2 separate regions of the Sus scrofa genome follow, and region 1 is linked to region 2. A link is a contact called in public HiChIP or PLAC-seq data. All regions are on one chromosome and are shown on one strand. The core of a region is the stretch at or near the end of the contact, and the rest is flanking DNA. Distances in the headings are between cores, read along the strand shown.

The links. HiChIP or PLAC-seq counts read pairs in DNA pulled down with a chosen protein or histone mark.
Region 1: a contact with region 2 is called in an H3K27ac HiChIP or PLAC-seq map of alveolar macrophages. The contact joins two enhancer-like sites. A contact is called at or near these places in 1 of 47 Hi-C or Micro-C datasets (embryonic fibroblasts) and 2 of 2 datasets of contacts at active chromatin or transcription factors (alveolar macrophages and skeletal muscle).

What each region holds. Positions count from the first base shown.
Region 1 is chr14:67,154,530-67,157,807 of Sscrofa11.1, forward strand. No RefSeq gene overlaps it. Among named protein-coding and RNA genes, the nearest start is that of JMJD1C, 190 kb to the left of the region's middle. Within about 2 kb of position 1,337, at least 9 of the 83 cell types and tissues checked have an H3K27ac peak or open chromatin away from gene starts, as enhancers often do. A contact at or near this core is called in alveolar macrophages, where this site is marked.
Region 2 is chr14:66,700,689-66,703,950 of Sscrofa11.1, forward strand. The region is part of intron 3 of JMJD1C (probable JmjC domain-containing histone demethylation protein 2C); the gene reads right to left. Among named protein-coding and RNA genes, the nearest start is that of NRBF2, 110 kb to the left of the region's middle. Within about 2 kb of position 1,448, at least 9 of the 83 cell types and tissues checked have an H3K27ac peak or open chromatin away from gene starts, as enhancers often do. A contact at or near this core is called in alveolar macrophages, where this site is marked.

The sequences.
Region 1 (3,278 bases), core at 87-2,586, 450 kb after region 2:
TAAACTTTTAATGTTTACAATTCTTTAAGATTTTTCTATTTCTTTGCATTATATTTAGTAGTAAGAAAAAGTTAGAAATCTATTTATCAGGGGTTGTAAACTCAAATGCCTACCAGGGATCAAGCAAGTAAAGAGAAAGGAACCCATTAAGACAAAAGGGAATAGTGGGGACTGTGCAGAGTGGTGATTATCAGAGAAGAGCTGTAAGTGTCCTCTCTAAAGGAGCAGCCGATGTGCTGTCCTAGCCAATTGTCATATGGAATAGTGACACCAGTGTTGTCAGAATTTCTGAATAAGTATGTGAAATTTCTGTTTGTGGCTCTATTCGCCACTTAGAGGGTTCTGCTAAAAAAAAAATGCATATATCAAAAAGGAATTCGTTGCCGACTTCTGGGTGTTAATAATACTTATACTTCTTGGAGTTCCCGTCATGGCGCAGTGGTTAACGAATCCGACTAGGAACCATGAGGTTGCGGGTTCGATCCCTGGCCTTGCTCAGTGGGTTAACGATCCGGCGTTGCCGTGAGCTGTGGTGTAGGTTGCAGACGCGGCTCGGATCCCGCGTTGCTGTGGCTCTGGCGTAGGCCAGTGGCTACAGCTCCGATTCGACCCCTAGCCTGGGAACCTCCATATGCCATGGGAGCGGCCCAAGAAATAGCAAAAAAAAAAAATAATAATAATAATACTTATACTTCTTAATAAGGTACTTATTTAAGATGCTTTGGGAACTGTCTTGCGATTTTGAAGCTCTCTTTTTCCCTGCCTTCCTTTCTAATTTTAATTGTAACACTTTACCAGTGCAACTTTCTGTTGTACTCAGTTTAGTTGCAGAGGTAACTATGGGGCAGAAATAAGTGCTTTTGGCTATTGCTGAACTTTATGTTGAAAAAAGTACTGAGTAGTTGCTTTTTCAGATTATTTCCTACAACGAACATTTAAAAAAAAAAAAACCCATGAATGATAACAGATTTTCAATCAACCAAAAGATTATCCCCCAAAATGCCCTTACTCTACAGAGACTAAAAAGATTATGTTTAGATGTGGTCAGCTCAGATAAGTGCAATACACTGTTGACAAGGCTAGGCTCATGAATGTTTGCAGTCAAACAACCAGTTGGTTTCATTCACAGAAAGCCTCTGTGCACCAGTAGAAAGCAATGCCTCAAAAAGGGCCACCTGAGTTTCATAAGATCGACTCCAATTTGCAGTTGATTTGATGTGGAGGGGAGCTAATAAAGGTAATAAATGAGTCATTTTCCAGCATGATATAACTAGAATTGGTTCTTGGCCCAGAAAGATGTGAGTCAGTTTAGTCCTGACTCAGTTCCCAGTCTGATGCACAGTGACTCACTTCCCTCTGTGATGTCATGTTTGTTCCTTGTAAGATTTGACCTCGTTGTTTCGTTGCATTAGGGTTAGTTTTTTTTTTTTTTGAAAAGAAGAAAATGAGGATATTGTAGAATAAGATGAAATACTCCAAGGAATACAGAATTAGACAAATAAAGAAAGCCTTGATTTTCTCACAATGAGCCTGAAGGAGTAATTAAGCTTTAAATGTGTATATTGTTGTTCCCATCTATTAGGATTTTTAATTTCCAAACAGCCTAGCTATTAGCCAACATTTGATTAAAAACATTTCACATGTAAAAGAAGAAAAACTGGTATAACAATTCTATCATTCAGTAGATATATTTATAAAGGCAGCTGCGTCTGAAAAAAGTTAACAATAGATAGATTAAAGAGGACACATAGATTGATCTTTCTAGAAAGATACATTAATTTATATACAGAAAGTGAACCAAAACTGGAACATGCATTATGGAACATGTGAGCATTTCTGGAATAGATAGAATTTTAAAAACAATATTGTAAAAATGGCTATTTTTAAGTTAGTCAATTGTGAATGAAATTAAGTATTTACAGCTTATGTTAGGAATCAAGTTTAAAAACTGGAGAGAAAAGAGCCAGATGCATCTCAGACACTATATGGTGAAATGAGTTGACTTAGGTCTTTCTCTCAAGGCAGACCAAAAAGCTCTCATCTTCAGTATATAACTACACTGAGAAAGTCAAAGTGATATAAGTTAAGGTTGTTTCAATGAAAAGCCAGAGAAACCCCTTATGGCTAACTTAAGCTAAAAAGGGGATATTTTAAGCAACAGATAAATCAAAGGAGTTGCCAAATAACCAAGGGTCAGAGCACTTTGGAGGTCCCCAGATTAGTTACTTCTGGACATGCTAGGGCTCTGTCAACTTGCAGCTCTGCTCCAGCTGCCTTCTATAGCTTGCTCTCACTATTCATGTTTGAAATGGCAGAAGGATGATCCATTAATTGGTCCACCCATGGCAGGTGTATCTTCCCTTGGATGAATCATCTCTGACAGAGGAGCTAGGTACATAATTCCTACTAGGAGAATTGTTAAGAGCTGGCAACATCTCAACAACTGTGTGTGCTACCAAGACCATTTGGTTTGTTTTCCAACTTCTTTCCCCTACAGCTCCAATCATAACAATGTTTTTATCTGTCCTGTAGATGAGTGCGTCTCCAAGTTTTATGTTCACATGATTACCTGGGGGATCTTGTTAAAATTCAGATTCTAATCCAGCAGAACTGGGACATTACCTGAGATTCTGCATTTATCTGCTCCCAGCTATCAATCATGCCAGTTCATGAACCACACTTTCAGTAGCAAGACTCTAGATGATTTGGCTGCCTAACTTATATACATTCCCTTTTCCCCCTCTCCCAGTAGCACTAAGGTCTTTATCCAGGTTTTCACTTCTACCCCTATACTGTACTGTCATGTATTTTGGGAGAAACAGAACAAACTCCCACCTCTAGTGATGGATACCAACTGGCTTAAGCCAGTCAGTTATCCAATGTTATCTCCATGTCCTGGAATCTAGAACAGTGGATGGCAACTAGTAGATACTCAATAAATATCTGTTAAATGAGTACATGAATTGATTTGATCATATATGACATGAGCTTATATGATGAAGATAGATTTAGGATACTGGCTTGCAATGATCATCTGGAAGCCCCTCTTGCCATCGGATGAATGTCTGAGACCTGACTATGACTGACAGCCTTCCTACAACTGTTAGAGACTCAGCTTTAGAATGAAGCTAGCACTAGTGAAGGCAGAGCAGAGACAGAAATAGGCCACTGATAACACATGGAGACATTTGGTTAACTCAGTGTTCACCCCAACAATGATGTGAACCAAAAATTCTCTTCAACTTTAAAGCCAACTTCAGTTGGATTTTCTGTTACAA
Region 2 (3,262 bases), core at 198-2,697:
TTCAGTATTGTACTATAGATGATTAACTGCCCATTTTAATATGTATTTCACTCATATAATAATTTAGGAAAACTGATGGTGAATGTAAAACCAAACTTAATCAGTTTTTAATTATTGACAGAAAGACTACCTATTTTACATATCATGGGCCAGCTGTCCTTTCACTCTTAAAAGCTTACCTCTACACTGACACCCCTGAAAAAAGCACCTTCAATACTTCATCTTTGAAACTAAAGTCCAATTTAACCAAAATGAAGCCAATATGATGAAAGTCACATCTGCTTACCCTATTCCTTAAAAACACTGCAAAACCAATCCTCAAAGACTATGGATTGTTGGCATTACCACTCTTCAATCATCCTAGATGAGCAGTATCCTTCAGTTTCAATATACTTTAAATATATCCTAAATATGACTAACAGGACAAAATATTTTCAGCCTTAAAAAATGTCTATTTAATAAGGATATTTACTTGTCAGTGTAAACAATAAAAAAATTAAATTTTAAATGACAGAAGAGGTTAACTTTTCACTAGTCTTAAACTCATCTAATCCTAACAACTCCTTTCTTAGTTTGATATTATTCTCTCTTTTATAGATGAAAAAACATATTCAAAGACTAGGTAATTTATCCCAAATCAGCAAGGGTCTGTATAATCTCAAAACTCTTCCCACACAAGCTTTTCTAATCCATACACTGGCAGAATTAAATTTTTGAATAATCTCTGAGTTCTTCAATATTTTCCTTATGATATTAGTAACAGGATCACAGAAAGTGAAAGGAAACACAATTAACCATATTATTTTATTGTTAAATACAGAAAATGATGTCTGCTAATCATTTTACAGGAATATGGTATTCCAAAATTTGGAATGGATATCATAATCAACACACTCTACAACTCACCGGATGTAATTAATTTATCAAAACCCAAATGGGATTTTGGAATGGGATATAATATACATGTCCTATTACATCAATTTAGAAGAAAATGACTACTTTTATTTGTTTAGTTCAGTTTTATCAGGGTTAAATAAAAAGTTAATTAGATTACACTTATTAATTAAAAACAACTACGATTTGTTTCTCTGCTAATCTCCTAATTGAATAAAACTGATCTTTAAAAAATATTCTTTTGAATATACTTTATGCAGACTTGTAATATTTCTGCATTTTTAACTACATTTGCTAAGAGTCTTCTCCTTTCAGAATTATCACAAAGCAAAAATCAGAAAAACAATTAGGTAAAAATTTAAAGCCACTTAAAGGAAAATGTCTTTCCTTCTAAAGCCACATGTTAATATTCTTTGTGGTACCTTTTAGTAATTGTTTTGAACTTTTTATGGCAGTTCAAGTCTAGAAGGCAATTTTTCTTTCAAGCTATTTATCAGCATGGCTCTTACATAGTTGAGTCATCATGAGTTCAACCTATTGAGTCACCTGCTTACAGCATCTGCCAACCACAATTTACTAACTGCAGTTTCCTCAAACTTACAACTGAACAAACTCAGGAAGGCCTGGGAACTGTTAACTGTTTTCCAAAGTAGCAACTGAAAATATTCTTTCAGAACAGCCGAAGTTTAAGAAAATAAAACAAAAAACCCAACTTCCTTGCCCTTGATTAGCACTCTACCTATTGCAGTCTCACCCTACCTTGTGAAGAGGGAGAGAGAGAGAGCTCAACTTAAGACAATAAAAAATTATGTTTGCATTAATATTTTCTGAAAAGTATTCTATTAAAAATAATTCTTAGGTACAAACTAATACTGAGCTAGAGTATACAGACAATTGTGCCCATGACTATTCTAATCATAAAGAGTGAACATTCTTTTTTTTTTTTTTTGTCTTTTGTCTTTTTGCCTTTTCTAGGGCTGCTCCCGCGACACATGAAGATTCCCAGGCTAGGGGTCTAATCGGAGCTGTAGCCACTGGCCTACGCCAGAGCCACAGCAATGAGGGATCCGAGCAGCGTCTGCAACCTACACCACAGCTCAAGGCAATGCCGGATCCTCAACCCACGGAGCAAGGCCAGGGATCGAACCCACAACCTCATGGTTCCTAGTCAGATTCGTTAACCAATGTGCCACAATAGGAATTCCAAACATTCATTTTTAAAGTATAAAATGAAGGTGTTCTCCTATGGTGCAGCGGGTTAAAGATCTGGTGCTGTCACTGGAGTGGCTTGGGTTGTTGCTGTGGCCTGGGTTTGATCCTTGGCCCAGGGAAGATTCACATGCCATAGGCATGGCAATAAATAAGTAAACAAAACAAAATAAAATAAAATAAAAGCAAAGGATAATTCCAAAATTAATACCATGCCATATACTTTCTGGGGCTCATTTTCACTATTTCCAATATCCTGCTATGGAAATGAGAAGCCTACATACCTGGAAATTACTATACCATATTCCTCTTTCCTCAGAAATTAAAACAATCTAGTCCAAACTGAAATAACCAACAAGTCCTGTAACTTGAGAGACTTGGAGTTGCCAGGTGACTTAGTCTTTAATACTATGACCACCCCCCAACACCCAGTTAAGTCTACCTGTTCTTTCACTTGGGCTATGTAGAGCAAATGCTTATATTTAACAAATGTGTTAACTTATTCAGAAGTTAAGGGGGGAGTTAAAACTGTAACTCCAAAGCATCATAATTAAACATCTTAATTACCTAGCACCGCTAACAAAGATAATATGCATAATGTACTTCACGATTATTCCCAATCACTGTTTTGCTATTCCTAAAAGTTTAACTTACCTAGAAAAACTCTTATCAGAAAAAAAGAAAGCAACCATAAAATGAATGAGGCATGTTAAATGCTTTTTATAGTTTTCTGTCTCCAAAAAATGGGGAGTTTTAAAAGATAACTCATAGAAAGAAGAAACTTTATAGAGTTCTCTTGTATCACAAAAGGTTAAGGATCTAGCGTGGTCACTGCAATGGCTCAGGCTGTTGCTGTGGTGTGGGTTCCCCTGGCCAAGGAACTTCCACATGCCACTAGTACAGCCAAAAAACCCCCACAAACAACCACAAAAATGCAAACAAACAAAAATGAAAATTTAACAAAATCCTACTAATTCTAAAAATATTTCTAGAGTTCCTGTATATTGAATAACATATTAATTAAACACAACTTAAACTTTTCAATACACTTATCACTACTGATACTTTCATAATAATCAATTGATAATAGATGTTGTCTCCACAGCAAACTATCCCAGAAAGACAAAATATGAGTTGTAACTACGATTCAGTTTCTTTT